Linked DNA regions of Mus musculus: regions 1, 2 and 3 are each linked to region 4. The links are chromatin contacts, called in public Hi-C and HiChIP or PLAC-seq maps. All regions are on one chromosome and are shown on one strand. The core of a region is the stretch at or near the end of the contact, and the rest is flanking DNA. Distances in the headings are between cores, read along the strand shown. Region 1 has its middle 72 kb from the start of Gm41499. Region 2 has its middle 27 kb from the start of Setd4. Region 3 has its middle 29 kb from the start of Gm41499. Region 4 has its middle 31 kb from the start of Gm30588.

Region 1 (3,870 bases), core at 288-2,787, 260 kb before region 4:
AACAATAGGTAGGGCCTGTATTCTGTATGCTGGAATTATAAAACATGGATGAAATCACAAAATCCAACTTCAAGAACTCAACAGCTAAATTAAGCAATAGACATGTCCTGGAAGACTAAGTATATTAAGTATCCTGGCTAGTTCATTTTTTTTTTACTTGACCCAAGTTAGAGTTATTTGGGAAGAGGGACTCTAAGTTCAGAAAATGCCTTCCCTAAAATTGGGCTGTAGGCAAGACTGTAGGGCATTTCCTTAGTTAGTGAACAATGGGGGAGGGCCTAGTCCACTGTAGGCAGTGCCCTTCCTGGTGGTCTTGCGGTGTGTAAGAAAAGCCCAAGCAAGTCATATAGTCAGTTAGCTATGCTCCTCCATGACTCCTGCATCAGTTTCTGCCTGCTGGTTCCTGCCTGGAGCTCTTGGCCTGACTTCCCCTGATGGTGGGTTACAAGCAGTAAGATGAAACAAACACTTGCCTCCACTGGTTGCCCTTGGTCCTGGTGTTTCATTCCAGCAACAGACACCCTAAGGGAGTTAGGATCACAGCCCCCCCACCCCCTGACTGACTCATAGAATAGATGAAATTCTTACCAAAGTCTCAACCTAGTTTTACAACACAGAAAAACTGATTTTGACGTGGAGATAGAAAAGTTCACTCTCCTGGACCGTTCCGATCTTCTAGACTGAGAAGAAAGCGAGACATGCTCGCTCACACTGAGGCCGAGCAATAACTAAAGCATCGATACACCAGCAGCAGGCGACAAAGTAGCTCAGGAGCAGACCCACAGCAAGGTTGATTCCTTTCCCACAGCACCAGAAATTCCAGTTGTAATAGTGTATGCACAAAGTAACTGAAGCACGGAGAGAGCAACTTAAATTCTGGTGAGTTATTTTTAAAAATTGAGGTGTAATTTCCATTCTAAAAAAAAAAATCATTCTTTTCTAATATAAAACGGAACAGCTTCTGTTTTGTTCTTAATGTGCAACTATCATTTTGCCCATTTCCAGAATATTCCATCACCCAGAGAGAAATCTGTATGGCAGTGACTCTACATTTTACATCCCACCCCCACCCCCACCCCCACCCCACGCAGCTAAGACCCTACTCTCACATCCCTTTGTCAGTTTGTCTGTTTTAAGTGAATGTGTGTGTGCCCAGGTGTATATACGCGCACTACATTTCTACATGCCCACAGAGGACTCTCAGCTCCTGAGGCATTTCACAGCCATGGGATCAAGTGACATGTGGCTTTAAGCATTACTTTATTTTTACCTTGCTGTTGTACAGAGCAGAAGGAACTCAGAAGGCAGCCCTCAGACCCAAAGTGGCTCTAGCAGCTACCAATCCCACCTTGCTTTCAGGGCAGACTGTAGAGACCTAAGGGTTTTGATGACCCTCCAGGGAGAATCCCAAAGTGACTAAACTCAGATCTTCAGCAGACTGACCATTTTTCAAAAGCAACGCAGTTGCCCGAGCTACACTGCTAGCTTCCAGCTGGGGCAATGCTCGCACAGGCTGGCTTGGTTTTGCTTCCCCTTTTGTGGTGGGAAAGGGAAGCCGTGAAGCAGGTGGAGACCAGTTATGGAAAATGAGCAACACTTGCCTTTTCTGAAGGTCTGCGTCATAACCTTTTTTTGAAGGTCCTGTTCTCCTGGCTCTTAACAAATCCTGTTTTATGATGAGGAAACCGAGGCCCAGAAGTGGTCCGTGATTTCTAAAGTCATGCGCAAATTCACCTGCTTCCAGGCGTGTTCTCTCTGAGCATCCCTGTCTCCTGCTAAGATCAGCGCCAAAGGCAGATGTGTCACAGGAACATCAAGCAGAGAGGCCAGGGTCGTATGTTTTAGACTTCAATCTTCATAGTTGTGTAAATCGAAAAGCATACAAATAACAATAAAATCAAAACAAACAGAAAACCCCTATAACTACTAATTTAAATTATTATTTGTTCTTACTTCTATTCCAAATTATTTATAAATTTGAACCACACAATTGGACACACAGCACTATAAAAACTCTACCCACTTAGCAGCTCATACATCACCAACCAGCTGGCATTTATTGAGCACCTCCTAGATGCCTGGCTCTGGCTAAGAACTTTCCAGATATCTCTTCATTCCCAGATCACATCCACAATTTGAGGGAGACTGACTACCATCACTCAAGACACAGGATGAGCTAGTGGGCAGCTCAACTCCAGCCCCAGATCAAATCCATACTGTTGGCTACTGTACCAATGTGCCTTTGTGACACTCCCCCAAACCTGGACTTCAGAGTCCCTCCATGGCTACCATTGGGTAAAGGTCAGACTGGGAAACAGGTGGAGGAAGGAGGCCGAATGTCTGCACGGCAGGTGTGTCAGCTTCTTCTTCTCCCATCATTCCTCCCCCCACCCCCTGCCTCTCTCTTTGTTTACTTTTAAATGGGGAGGGGGAAAGCTGAGATAAAACATTTCATGAGTAATACTTCAAGATGCATTTGATTAAATTCTTGAAATGAGGTGTATAAGAGATTAGAAAAACGTGCCTGTGTTTCTATGTGTGTATGCATGAGCATGCATGTGTGCCTGTGTTTCTATGTGTGTATGCATGAGCATGCATGTGTGCCTGTGCGTGTGCATAAGCATGCATGTGTGCCTGTGTGTGTGCCTAAGCATGCATGTGTGCCTGTGTGTGTTCATAAGCATGCATGTGTATCTGTGTGTGCACAAGCGTACATGTAACCATTGAGTTTCCTGATAGTCCTGATGTGTTGTTTTATTTCTAAGTGATAACATAATTATCCTGGAGGAATGCAAGTGACAAAACTTTCAATACGCCATAGCTTATTAAGGGAACTTAAGATGGGCAGGAGGGTTGGTTCAGCAGTGCACAACACTTGTTGATCTTGCAGAGGATGAAGGTTTGATATCCAGCAACTATGTGGCAGCTCATGACCAACTATTCTTGGGCATACACAATTCTCTTCTGGCTTCTGTGGGCACTGCACACACATAGCTTATATACACACATGCAGACAAAAAACCCTCCTACACATAAAATGAAAATTCTTATAAAAAGTGCACTGATTGCAAACATTTAGAAGTAAAATTAGAGCATGTTTCTTTTGGAATTGGAGCTCAGTTTCAAACTAAACCTAAGCCAGGCACTTGTCATACGTTGGATTGCTTCTTCCTAAAACAGTTATGCTGAAAGCTTCCAGCCCCACCTGTTAAATGTTTCTGTATTTGGAAAGAGGGTTTTCATAAATATAAGCAAATTGTCTTCAAAATGGACCCTTAGGAGCTGGGGAGATGATTCAGTGAGTAAGATGTGCACTACAGACTTGAGTTCAGAACCTCAACATCCCTAGAAAAAGGAGGCCAAGGCCACAACTACCTGCAATCCTAGCAGAGATAGGAGGATTCCTGTGGCCAGAAATTCTTTCCAAAATGCTGAGTTCCTGACCCAGCAAAAGGCCCTGCCTTAAAATATAGGATGTAGAGTAAGAGAGAGAAGCACCAGATAGCAACATCTGGCCTTCACAAGCATGCACACATACATGTATACACACATACACACATACATACACTCACACACACAAATGCACACACATGCATACACGCACAGGTGGGGCTGGAAGCTTTCAGCATAACTGTTTTAGGAAGAAGCGATCCAACGTATGACAAGTGCCTGGCTTAGGTTTAGTTTGAAACTGAGCTCCAATTCCAAAAGAAACATGCTCTAATTTTACTTCTAAACGTTTGCAACACACACACATGCATACACGTACACACACGCACAAATGCACGCACATGCACAAATGCATGCACACACAAAATACACATGCACAAACATATGCACGCATATCCATACATACAACTGCACACACAT
Region 2 (3,692 bases), core at 412-2,911, 280 kb after region 4:
AAGCCTGTGTTGTCTCCTCCCAGTCAGGGGATTTGGGCAAAGAATGGCCTTCCCCGTGAGCAAATGGAGGTAAAACTCCAAGTGTTGTGTTGGGCAGTCCGTGAAGCTGCAGCCCAACTTCCCATACGGTAGGGTGGTTGGTGGTCCAGAAGCCATATTTGATATTTGAGATCAGTTATGCTCCCCAGTGAAGAGACAAAAACTGTCACCACCCGGAGTCCTCTAAGCAGAGCTACCCCCTTTAGGGGTGCCACAGTATGAATGGATTACTGATGGTCACACAGACCAACCCAGAAGACAGGTATCTAGCATCCTTGGATTCCCTTGTGGATACCAAGGCCCTCTCACAAAATGGCAAACAATTTGCAAATCGCCCACACATATGTGTGCTTTAAATCTTTACTATTTAAAGCTTAGTCCAACGTAAACATTGCACCAATAGGTGTGCTGTTGACTTAGTTACCATTCACTGCTGACTTGACACAGTTTACAGTCATCTGAGAGGAAAGCAGGGATTGAGGCACTGCCTAGATCAGACTGACCTGTGCAGACTGTCAGGGTTATTAATTGGTGTAGAAAGGTCCGGGCCACCGTGAGCTGTACTGTCCCCAGGCAGGTAGTTCTGTGTGTACAGGGAAGTTAGCAGAGCATAAGCCAGCAAACAGCTTGCCTCCCTGTGTCCTGCTGTGTGTCCTTGGGTGTCAGTGCGTTTCCAGTTTGGAAGCAAGGCTTTGTGAATAGCAAGCAGTTCAGCCCTGATGTCCCTCTGGGATGGGCAGTGACCTGACAGTGGATGAGGTACAAGTTGCTTTTGGATAGTGTTTCTATCGCAGCAACAGAAAGCAAACCAAAACAATTTTCAACGCAAGGCTGATTGAATCTCAGATGCAGAAACAGGTCACTACAGAAGGAAACTTGGCCGGCCATGGGGTTTGCTTGGTTTTTTTGTTTTTGTTTTTTGTTTTTTTCCTGAGACCACCAGTGTCAAGTTGGTGGGTGGTAGGACTAAGTCAGTCCGCAGTGATCTGCAGTCTGTCAGCTGCCTGTGGACAAAAGAGCCAAGAGTGCCTCGAAGCTCTGCCCCCAGATCTAGCGCACCCCTCTCATGCTGAGCGATCTGTCCGCAGAAAAAGATTCTTCCCAGCACTCCACAAAACGCACCCTTCTAGAAACATCTACCAGATGAGGCACTCTGAGGCCCTGAGGACTTTGCGTGGGTGGTCCAGTCAGCTCCTTAAAGGCAGCTCTTGTGTTTGCCTGTCCTTCGGGTAGTGTCTAAATTCTCAATTAAGACGGAAGTTGGCGTCTGCCTGGTCTTTCTCTGCAGTGCTGAAGACATTATTCATTTACTTAGGGCTCATCTGTAGCGCAACACAGTTGGCCCCTCCTCCGCCCTGAACTCACCCCTCATACACACTGGCCAAGCCTCGTCCCTGCTTCATATCCCTTCATCTGCTCAGTGCTCGCTGGTTGAACAGTTACTGCTTCCCAAAAGGAAAGTAACCGTCTGACTTTTTTGTCCCAAAAGCAAAACAGGGAGTTGTTTTGCCTTATTTGGCTCCTGCTAATATGGGGAGCACTAGGAGGGACACCTTTGGTGACTTGAATTGATGGAGCCCTTTTAAAAGCCCAACTCGGCATCCTTAGTGCAACAGTCCTCTGGCGCCACCTGGTGGACGAATGTGTAATGACTCAAGACTGCAAAGTCCGTGAAGTTGTGTCTGTGTTTAAGGGAGCCTCCTGAGAAAATATCAAGTATATTATTTGTCGTACACTGGATACCTATATTTAACTCTGATTTTGAACTAAACAATAAATAAAGCATTGGCTGCCTCTTTACTTAGCACCAAACGCTACCAGTTAAGAGATTGTGTAACAGTAACCACTCTCTCGTCTCCCTTCATAGCTGAAGGTCTTTGAAACAGGAATGTTCCAGCTGGGAAAGTTGTAGCAGCTTGCTCCTGTATCCCAGAGTCTCAGAGAGAAACTGCAGACAGCTGAACACTGGGATCTTTAATGGCCCCCACACCATGGCACACTCCAAGTGAGAACCTCTTCAGGGGTGCACATCATCTTACGGGATGGCAGTGGGGATCCAATGTACAGACAAGACCTGGGAGGCAAAATAACAAAACCGGTTTCAGAGACTCCAAAGAGACCTCTGCAGTCAGAACACTCCCCCTCCCCTTTAGGGTTGGCTTGAGTCTGCAGCCACATTCTGAACACCTTTTGATCTTAAAGTAGTTGAGAGTCTCCCAGAGGTGGACTGAAATTGTTTACTGTCCCAGTAATTACGGGGTAGGCTCTGTGTGTCCCATTATATCACAAACACACACAAAGAACACACACTAGACACTTCTTGTTTTGATCTCAGCATATGATGTGAACCAGGTCACTTGTGTCTCAATGTCTGGGCTTCTATCACTAAAAGAAGCTGCACTCAATATTTCATACTGTGACAGCTGAGAAAGATGGACACAGACAGACATACCGACAGTCTTCTTTTTTTCTTGGGTGTAGGGTACCACTTCCCTTTCTCCTCCCACAGCCCTGATCCAGTTTCCTGGCTCCAGATGGTTTCAGGGACCCCTGAAGAAGGGCATCTAGACCACGCAGTCTGAGAGGTGGATGCAGGAAGGGGAAAACCCATCAAAATGGGCAGGGACATGGATTCTGGTCCTGTGGCTTCTCCTCAGAGTGTTTCTCAAACTCTTGGGGCTTCCACCACAAAATGGGGGCTCTAAAAGATAATCCCAAGGTCCCATTTAGCCCCGATCCTCATATGCTGAATCCATGAAGACTTGCTTCAAGTCACTCTCAAGGCAAATCGCCACTGACCCGAAGTCAAGTGTGCTGAATGTCTTTGTCAAGAGTTCAGGAAATGACTCGGTAGCGTCCAGGCCTCCTCCTTCAGAATCCCACATCGCTTGTCTTCCAAGTCAGCATAGGCAGAGATCACCTGGCAGCTCCTCTGATCTCTGCACTCCTGGGTACACACGTGCCCCCCCCCATACAATACACAAACACACAGACACACACCTGGCCACATGAGGAGACACAAACACACTCACTGGGCCACTTCTTCCCTCCTATGGGCCATGCTCCCTTCTGTTCACACTTGACTTTCTTGTTCTATAAAAGCAAGTTTGCTCCTGGGTGATCCAACTTGTCGAATTCCTGACAAAGGTCCCAGGTGCAGCTTCCAGCTCAGAAACCAGTGTGCGCTTGTTCTACTTTCTCTCTTGGGACAAAATGGCCAAACATTAACCTGCCATGTAGGACAGAATCGCTGCTGGCCAACTTGAGACCTTCTAGCCTGAGTCTGGCCACTTTCAGACTCAGAACCATGGGTCCTGTCCAAGGTAAAGGGTACAGGAGCAGGGTGCTCAGTACTCAAAAACAAAGAGACAGTACCAAGGCTGGGCCTTCCCAAGGTGGGGCAGCTCTGACCATTGTTGTGTTGGTTGTGTTGTTTTTAAAGAACACATCAAGATGGAATAGCCTAGAAAAGCTGGCCTTACCTGGAGGCCACAGTAGGCCCTGTCAGAAGCCAGACTTCCAGACTTCCTGCCAGGAGCCTGTGGTTTCTCATTCATTCCTGTGTCTACGTGAGCCAAGAACTGTCTGCAAGCTAGAACTACACAACTGTCCTTCAAATAAACTCTGACTGCTTGTGGACCCGAAGCATCACG
Region 3 (3,972 bases), core at 822-3,321, 360 kb before region 4:
TGAGAGATAAAAGTCATTGCTAAGTGGTCACTTGGGGCCAGACCACCCCCAGTTGAGACCCATTCCTTTGGGTTATGTCTCCCAACTTCAGTTTGAGTCCTTTCAGCATTTCTGTTAATAGTTTTTAAATCCAGGATGTAGGAGGTCTCACTGTTTATGCTTTAGACTTTGAGGAAGAGGTCAAAGCTACTTACTTCCAGAGGCTCATAGACCTTGGGGGAAACAAACAGGCCAGTGTTCTCCCTGCAGTGGGAGTTTGCTGCTATGGCAAAGGCTCTGGACAGGAGACTTGAACCCTTGTGATTTTAAGGAGCTAAGTTTTCACACAGGATGCCCAAAGCTAAAACACTAAAGGGTGAGCATCACTTCCTGCTGGGTAGTCCCGATTCTGAGCCCTCCTAAGCTTTTGTTTTTGATAGGGTCTCATTGAGCCAGTGCTGACCTCAAACTATGTCTCCAAGGATGAGATTCGTGCCTTTACTTTCCAAGCACCAATGTGACAGACAGCCCTGTCTCCCAGGGCTAAGTGCTCTGTTCATGTTAGGCAAGTATTCTGTCAGCGGGGCTACCGTCCTCGTCCTGCATAACAAACTTTTATTCTAAGAAAACAGTCAGCAGACTATGGGCCATAGATGAATGCTGGTTCCCACTATCTGTGTCCACAAATAATTTTTTTTTTGTACATAGTCATGGTCACTCATCAAGTGCCACAAGTAAATTGCTTTCGGATTGTGAGATCAGAGTAGAATACTTGCCAGAGACCACACGGTTTGCAAAGTCATACTGTCTAGACCGTCACTCGCATACACTTGTGGATGTGGGGCGGGGTTGTGAAGCTCTGAACCACAGAGACCCTTCTGGAAGCTGTTTTCTATCTCATCAGTGCTTCCCAACTGTTATAGGTAGATGGGCTACTGTGTGCAGCACACAGTGGTTTATATAGGCCTTACTAATTCCTTCTGTGCAGTTAACTTGAAAAATGTGCAATGTCACTTCTGGGCCAATAACTAGAAGTTGAGATTAAAAACAACGGCCCTGTCAAAAAATTGACATAGTGAGCGGCCAGGGAAGGGAAAGGCAAGGTTCACTTGCTTATTGCCACGTTTATGATTAGTTTGATAGATACTTCATCTATTACGGCAAATAAGCAAGTGGAGTAATGCATCACAATAATAGGCAGTCTTCCAAATTATCAGGGCTATGAGTCCTTCTAATAATCAGCAAAAGGAAAGGGAGAGGGAGAGAGAGAGAGAGAGAGAGAGAGAGAGAGAGAGAGAGAGCGCTACACATACAGTAGTACAACTCCGTGCCAGGTGAATGTTCCACTCTGCACCCCATTCTCCCTGCTTTGGGGACCAGCTGTCCTCCATAAACATGCTGCGGCTGACTCCTTTATGACATTCGTGGCTGCCACCAATGGAAGTTTTCATCCCCATCTCTGGGCTCAGCTGGGAAATCCAGGAAACAAATCAAAATCAAGCACCAAGTTAAAAGAGGCACGGGAACAGAGATGAATAAATCTGCTCCAGGAAGGGTTTAGAGATCCAGGGGGCCACATGAAAGACCTTCCCTAAATCAACTCAGGATGGGGCTGCCTGGGTGGTGGGGGAAGGCAACATGCAGCAGACATCTGACAGGAAGCAGTGTGGTGGTGGTGGTGGAGGGAGAGCTACTGGAAACCGTGCAGGTTGGTCTCAGACAAATGAACACAGGGACCCTGTGGCCCCCTCTCCTTGTCTGTCTTCCTCTCTAGGTGTGCAGTAAGGAATTCAGTGGGTGCATATCTAGGAGCAGATGTGGGAGAAGAATACAATGGCAGACAGAATTCTCTGTGGAGAAACGGATGGCTAGCCAGTGTGAAGCCTGATGCCTGAGGCAGTTACCAGAATCATCCCGATCCATTTGTATACACATCTTGGCATTAGCCCCATTGCACAGCTAAGGAAAGTGAGGCTTAATGGGCTTACACAACCTGCCCAGCATTATATGAAGCTCTTTAGGCAGAGGCCCCACTTCACGGTTATATGCTCAACTAGAAGAAAGCTTGCAGTATAGGGTATTTCCTGCCAGGGAGTGGAGAGGCAGACCTCTGCCATGTGTGGCTTCCAGGTCTCTGCCCTCTCTAAGCGTGAGCAGATGGGTGATGGGCGTGTCAGATCCTCCGGCAGCCCAGACACACATGGAGTGGGCATGTGAAATCAATCAGCCCAGTCAAAGAAGGAAAAGGTTTTGGCCTCCCTTGTGTCCCACATGTGGAAGGTATCGGAGCGACAGAGGAAGGAGGTGTGAAAGTCTCCAGTCCCCCCCCCCCCCCGCACCCCCCCTCCTCACTCCCCAGGCAGGGGAAACAGCTTGAGCACACGTGGGAAGACCAAGTCAGGCCCCTGAATCCCTGTCATGTTGATGGCTTGCTGCAGCCTGGGGTGTGCAGGGTCCATCTTGGGGTGGTATGAGAAGTATAGTCAGATAGTCAGAGGAGGGCGTCTTCCTTCCCACACTCCTCTCAACCTCTGCCTCTCTGCTGTGATGTTCCTCAAGCAGTGCGGGCCTCAGAAGGCTAAAGGGAGAACCCGTGCTCAGAGATGTCAGATCTCGAAATTATTCACCACTTGAGACCCATGCTTGCCAGGTTTTTCTAGCTGGTTCGTGCAGCATCAAGCCACGGCACAAGTGGGCACCATGGAATGCCACCCTGAAGCCAGGTTGCCACACAGAATCGAAGGTGAAGATCCAACCAGAGTGTCCATGAACTCCATCCTCCTCCTCTTTCATTAGGAAGCTCGTTCTGTAGCCTGGCCTTGGAATGAACAGAGATTTGGAGGAACCAAAGGATGCAGGTGTTTCTAGCTGCTGGGAGCTATGTCTGCTGCACATGAAGGGATGACTCTCTTGGGTAAGAGAAGCCTTACCTCTCTGTAAGGACACTGAGACTCAAGCCTTCTCTCTACAAAGAGAGTTATCTCCCCAGTGAATACACTATCTCTTGTCTTGCACAGGGAGACTCCAAATGCACCTTCCTTCCCACCCTCCAAACACCACTGCATTGGGTGTCCCATTTGCATCAATAACTCAAACAATGATTGGTCCTCCCCCTACCTCACTGGTTCCTCAGGAAACCAGGTCATCTGGTCCAGACCTGCCTTTCACTCACTCTTTCTTTTATCCATTCTTCCCCCAACAGACTCTAGGATGACACTCTTTCCCACTTATCCTTCAAACCTAGGGCTTGCCAGTTCACATGTGTTCCAGCCTTGATTAGTTTCCTGGGCTGAAGGTGGTTACTCTAGGCAGATTCAAGCACTTAGTGTCTGGGTATTTGCTTCCTACTAGAAGCTCCACAGCCGTATATGGTACACACCAAGGAATCTTAGTTAGGATTTCTGCCATTGTGATACTGCTCTAGAGTGTCAGCAAGGATCTAGAGCCTGTGTCCACCCGTCAGCTGTAGGTGAGGAGGGAAGGAGCAGGCTTCTGAGACAATGCAGCAGACATGCTGAAGGGGTCTCAGAAATCTGCAGACACCTTGCTTCACAACATCCTCCTCCTTCAGAGTTTCCCTGTATCCATAGATGGGCACCCATAGTGTCACAGAGATGTCACATTTTGTCCAAGGGCATCTGTACAACTTGTTGAAAATTTACAGCTGGCCAACAGGCTCTCTTCACAGGACTGAGAGACCTTTACTACAGATTTCTTTCTCTTCTTCCTCCTCCTCTTCCTCCTCCTCCTCCTTTCCCTCTTCCTCCTGCTCATTCTCCTGCTTCTCCCTTTTCTCTTCCTCTTCTTCTTCCTCCTCCTCCTGCTCCTCCTCTTCTTTCTTCTTCCTCCTCCTCTTCCTTTTTCATCTCCACCTCCTCCTCTTCTTCCTCCTTCTCCTTCTCTCCTCCTTCTTCAACTTTCTTTGGCAGGTTGCTGGAGTTGAAAAATCTGACAAAATCTCACTAATTGCAGTGGAATGCACCACTCATGCCA
Region 4 (4,135 bases), core at 1,019-3,518:
GCTTCTCGAATAGGACAAAGATGCATGCTTATACTTCTAATTTGATGACGTTTTTAACACAGAGAAAAGATTCCTGAATAGCAAGCTGTGGCTACACATACACTTCTCATTCACTCTGTGCAGCCCTCCCCCTCCTCCCTCCCACTCTGTGATGTACTACACTGAATGAGTCTTGCAGCCTCGGAGTAAGGGATTCATAACTTTTGATTCTAGAAATCAATGAAATAAACACGTCGAGGCCTTGGATGCTTCTCTTTACCTCTGTGGACCTGTGTCTCCTCATCTCCAAGATGAAGGCATTCTAACTCCCAAGTGCCACTAAGGTCCCTGCATGTTGTCACTGATAATGGCAATGTAAATGCTGCATACCCATAACTGACTCAGGGCAAGCCTTGAGAACCCAGTAGAGAAGGATGAAGAGGGGATGGGATGGGGTGGGTGGGATGGGGTGGGATGGGATGGGATGGGATGGGATGGGATAGGGTGGGGTGGGATGGGGTGGGATGGGATGGGATGGGGTGGGGTGGGGTGGGATGGGGTGGGGGGGATGGGATGGGATGGGATGGGATGGGGTAGGGTGGGGTGGGATGGGATGGGGTGGGGTGGGATGGGATGGGGTAGGGTGGGGTGGGATGGGATGGGGTGGGGTGGGGTGGGATGGGGTAGGGTGGGGTGAGATGGGATGGGACGGGATGGGGTAGGGTGGGGTGGGATGGGATGGGGTGGGGTGGGGTGGGATGGGGTAGGGTGGGGTGGGATGGGATGGGATGGAGTGGGGTGGGATGGGGTGGGATGGGATGGGATGGGGTGGGGTGGGGTGGGATGGGGTGGGGGGGATGGGATGGGATGGGATGGGATGGCCCTCAGAATGGTGAGAAGCCATTTTTTAGAGCAGACTTCTTCATGAACTGTGAGACAGCCAGGGAAACAGATCAGCGCCTGCGAGTCACAAAATACCAGCACACTACGCAGCAAACCCCACTAACATCCTCTAATTGGGTAGAAAGTTGTAGAAAAGTCTAAAGTAGAGAAACATTTTCACAAAATTCTGCTTCCCCCCGAACTCACACGGTCACGAGGATGACAGGATCCCACGCAAGGAAGGAACACCTTAGGGATGTTGTAAGGGTTTTCACAGTAACTCTTAGAAGTTAGGAACCAGAACTTTTCACCGTTTTGCAGGGGGATTGAAATACAAAGTGATTTTTACAAACGTTTGGAGCTATCTCTCGGCGAGGAAAACACACCGTTTCCCTGTTTGTTCTTTCAATTTGCTCCACAGACCTTTCCCCCACACTGGTCCCAATAAATCAGTGCACTTCACCAGCACATTTAACGTTGGCCAGACTTTCAATTAGTGACTTTCTCCCAGGCAAGGCCAGCTATGGTCACACAGTTCTTTTCTTAAACTTCTTGCTATTCTCTGGCTCCCAGGAAGTGTGCACCTGTCAGCCAGCCCAGCCCCCACCCTCTCTCATTTTCTTAAAAGCCGGAACTCGGTTTCATTTTTCACTCTTGATTTTAAAGCGGTTGGAAAGCATGAAAGAGAAGGGGCCAGCAAGGGAGGTAAATAAATCTAATCACCGCGAAAAGGCGATGAAAGACCCGTGCCTACGTTTCCTCAATTTGTTCTTGAAATGATCCTTGCCACACTCATTGACTGAGGACCAGCTCTGGGTTCTCCAAAGAGAGGGTTCACGGAGCTGGGAACAAAAGAGCCAGTTCTTTTCAAACACCCATTGGAGTCATTAGTTCCCACCTTTTCCTCTTCACATTTCCAGGCACGGTTAATAAGTAGCTAAATTGACTTCTTTGAATCCTGTGCCTGCTCCTTTCTCTCGCCCACCCTCCTAGACGCATGTGGTTGCGCAGTTCATTCTTTAAGAGGAATGACACCAAGAAAGAAAGTCCTTGAAAAATGGCCACCAGCCACTTAAGAACTACAGACATTTCTAGTAAACTGAACAGCTAAACAGTGGCTGAAAGGGAGAAACGTAAAATCAAACTGGGCAGTGTGGCAGATCTTTCAAGTGCCAGGCTATGTCCCTGGCTCTTATTGTCCCTACGGTGGTCCCTACAGGACACTCCAGGCCTCCTGTAAGAACATACAACTGCCAATGCTCTTCTGACGGTTTTCTCTGGGGTGGTGATGGGAAGGCCTGAGGCGCTGCTGGCCAGGAGCAGCAGTTGGCCTCTAGACAGTGTGGACTGGAGGGCAAACAGACAGTCGTTCGGTCTTCAGTCTCACAGAGGGCAGCTGCTCTGCAAGCCTGTTCTGCTCTGTGTCCCAGAGACATGCCTTGCAAATGTGTCACTGACCACCTTAGCTTTGGGTAACACACAGCCATGGGAGAAAGAGAAATGTCTCCCCCTGGAGGACACACAGGCATGCTCGCTGCCCGTTGTATTAGACTTAGTCTCCCCCACACTCAGCATTCCACCCCATCAACTGCCTGGACCAAGCCGCGAGACCCACTGGAAGCCTTGAGGAAAGGGAGACTCAAGCCACGGATTCTTCAAGTTTCTTGCTGTTCTGTAGCTATATGATCTTTGTCCCTGTTGTCCTGGTTTCATTTCCTCCACCAGCAACCTTGACACCAGGGAAGGCCTGTCGCCTGTCAGAGGGAGGGGCAGAGGTCTTGCTCACTTCACAGGTCTCCTGCTGAGCGCATACCAGAGAAGTTCGGGAACTGAATTTCTGTTTGGTTCAAATTAGAATAGTCACATCCTAATAAGATTTACCTTAAAACTTTACTTCACTCTATGAATCACATAAGAACACGATTAAAACAGAATGCTTTAAGAAATGGTGCTCCAAGGACTTGGGGCTACAGAACTAGAACCTGAACCCACCCCCCAAATACTCAGTAATGGCACATACACCAGGGGCCATCGTGATAATACACTGACTGTCTACAATAGTAAAGTTGCTTACAAACACAGAATGTGACAAATCCTTTCTCCTAAAGGATTCTCTCTCTCTCTCTCTCTCTCTCTCTCTCTCTCTCTCTCTCTCTCTCTCTCTCTCTCTCTCTCTCTCTCTCTCTCTCCTCCCTCCCTCCCTCTCCCTTCTCCCCTTTCTTCCCTCCTCTGTGTTTGGATAGATACATAGATAGATGTATGATAGATAGATAGATTTATAGATGCATAGATAGACAGACAGACAGACAGATAGGTGATATGCAGACAGGTGATAGACAAACCGACTACATATGGTAATAATTGCAGCTTTTGCTTATCTCTTATGAAACATTTGTTTACTTTATGTCCTTGCTTGTTTGTTGTAGCACAAAAGAGTCCATCTCTCTAAGTGTATTCATTGCTGTTACAAATGGAGGGAAAATATAATTAACAGGAAAAAAATAAAAACTGTTATCACATGATGTCTTTTTCAGTTGAAAGGGACATACAAGGAGATAGCTGGCCATGGGACTGGCATCTCAGTTGAAGTCCAAAGGGTTTTCCTACCTCTTCATGGTAGACAAGTGGCCGTGACGACCCCACAGCCATACAGAAGTGAAGACACCGTTTCTGCAGGCTGCATGGACCTGGTTCGCTAAATTCCACTGAGATTCCCCCAGTCACCTGTCATTTCTAAAGATGCAGATGAGAAAAAAATTGTGTGGTGCTGCCTGCAGAATCACACCCCTCCCCCCTCCCCCATCCCATCCCCCCCCCGCACCCCCCCCCCACACACACTTAAAGGAAGAAAGCGGAGAGGCAGAGTCTGGAGGCTAACTTCCCCTGCTTCCGATGCTTCTCAGATTAATCTGAGAATGACACCACTAGGCTGAGGTAAGAAATGCAGGCAGTGGTGGCCACTCAACTCAGTACTTAAGGAGAATCTTCACATTATGTTACAAAGTAACATATTTACACCAGGGGTGGAGCTAATGTCCAAAACAAGCGTCCCCACCTATGATCATTCTGCTTGCTTGTTTGTTTGCTTGTTTGTTCTTTCATTTAAGACGTTTCAGTGACACAGACAAACATAATGAGCCATCTCTACTAAAAATAGAATGTTTCTTGCCTGGCCTGACTTGATGCTGATTTGTGGCGACTGGTTTTGAGGAGAGCAAACATCTTCGATACACAATCACTTATTGAGGGCCTGCGACACCCAAGGCCTGCTGCT

What was found. HiChIP or PLAC-seq counts read pairs in DNA pulled down with a chosen protein or histone mark. Hi-C and Micro-C count contacts between places; a contact is called where the count stands out from the background.
Region 1: a contact with region 4 is called in a RAD21 HiChIP or PLAC-seq map of pro-B cells, with 6 times the contacts expected there. The contact joins two enhancer-like sites. A contact is called at or near these places in 3 of 15 datasets of contacts at CTCF or cohesin (large pre-B cells, pro-B cells and stem cell-derived epiblast-like cells), 16 of 484 Hi-C or Micro-C datasets (3T3-L1-derived adipocytes, the 63-12 cell line, the C10 cell line and 10 more) and 4 of 115 datasets of contacts at active chromatin or transcription factors (bone marrow-derived dendritic cells, large pre-B cells, regulatory T cell precursor and 1 more).
Region 2: a Hi-C map of CD8 T cells shows a contact between it and region 4, with 2.7 times the contacts expected there. The contact joins two enhancer-like sites. A contact is called at or near these places in 15 of 484 Hi-C or Micro-C datasets (CD4 T cells, CD8 T cells, the N1E-115 cell line and 7 more), 1 of 115 datasets of contacts at active chromatin or transcription factors (memory CD8 T cells) and 1 of 9 other capture datasets (embryonic stem cells).
Region 3: a contact with region 4 is called in a RAD21 HiChIP or PLAC-seq map of pro-B cells, with 6 times the contacts expected there. The contact joins two enhancer-like sites. A contact is called at or near these places in 2 of 15 datasets of contacts at CTCF or cohesin (large pre-B cells and pro-B cells), 5 of 484 Hi-C or Micro-C datasets (cerebellum, double positive thymocytes, large pre-B cells and 2 more) and 1 of 115 datasets of contacts at active chromatin or transcription factors (pancreatic cancer cells).

The regions. Positions count from the first base shown.
Region 1 is chr16:93,027,319-93,031,188 of GRCm38.p6, forward strand. No RefSeq gene overlaps it. Among named protein-coding and RNA genes, the nearest start is that of Gm41499, 72 kb to the left of the region's middle. Within about 2 kb of position 1,538, at least 91 of the 459 cell types and tissues checked have an H3K27ac peak or open chromatin away from gene starts, as enhancers often do. A contact at or near this core is called in the 63-12 cell line, the G1E-ER4 cell line, bone marrow-derived macrophages and 2 more, where this site is marked.
Region 2 is chr16:93,575,245-93,578,936 of GRCm38.p6, forward strand. No RefSeq gene overlaps it. Among named protein-coding and RNA genes, the nearest start is that of Setd4, 27 kb to the right of the region's middle. Within about 2 kb of position 1,662, at least 36 of the 459 cell types and tissues checked have an H3K27ac peak or open chromatin away from gene starts, as enhancers often do. A contact at or near this core is called in CD8 T cells and uterus, where this site is marked.
Region 3 is chr16:92,926,255-92,930,226 of GRCm38.p6, forward strand. No RefSeq gene overlaps it. Among named protein-coding and RNA genes, the nearest start is that of Gm41499, 29 kb to the right of the region's middle. Within about 2 kb of position 2,072, at least 64 of the 459 cell types and tissues checked have an H3K27ac peak or open chromatin away from gene starts, as enhancers often do. A contact at or near this core is called in double positive thymocytes and pro-B cells, where this site is marked.
Region 4 is chr16:93,290,848-93,294,982 of GRCm38.p6, forward strand. No RefSeq gene overlaps it. Among named protein-coding and RNA genes, the nearest start is that of Gm30588, 31 kb to the left of the region's middle. Within about 2 kb of position 2,269, at least 98 of the 459 cell types and tissues checked have an H3K27ac peak or open chromatin away from gene starts, as enhancers often do. A contact at or near this core is called in the 63-12 cell line, CD8 T cells, the G1E-ER4 cell line and 5 more, where this site is marked.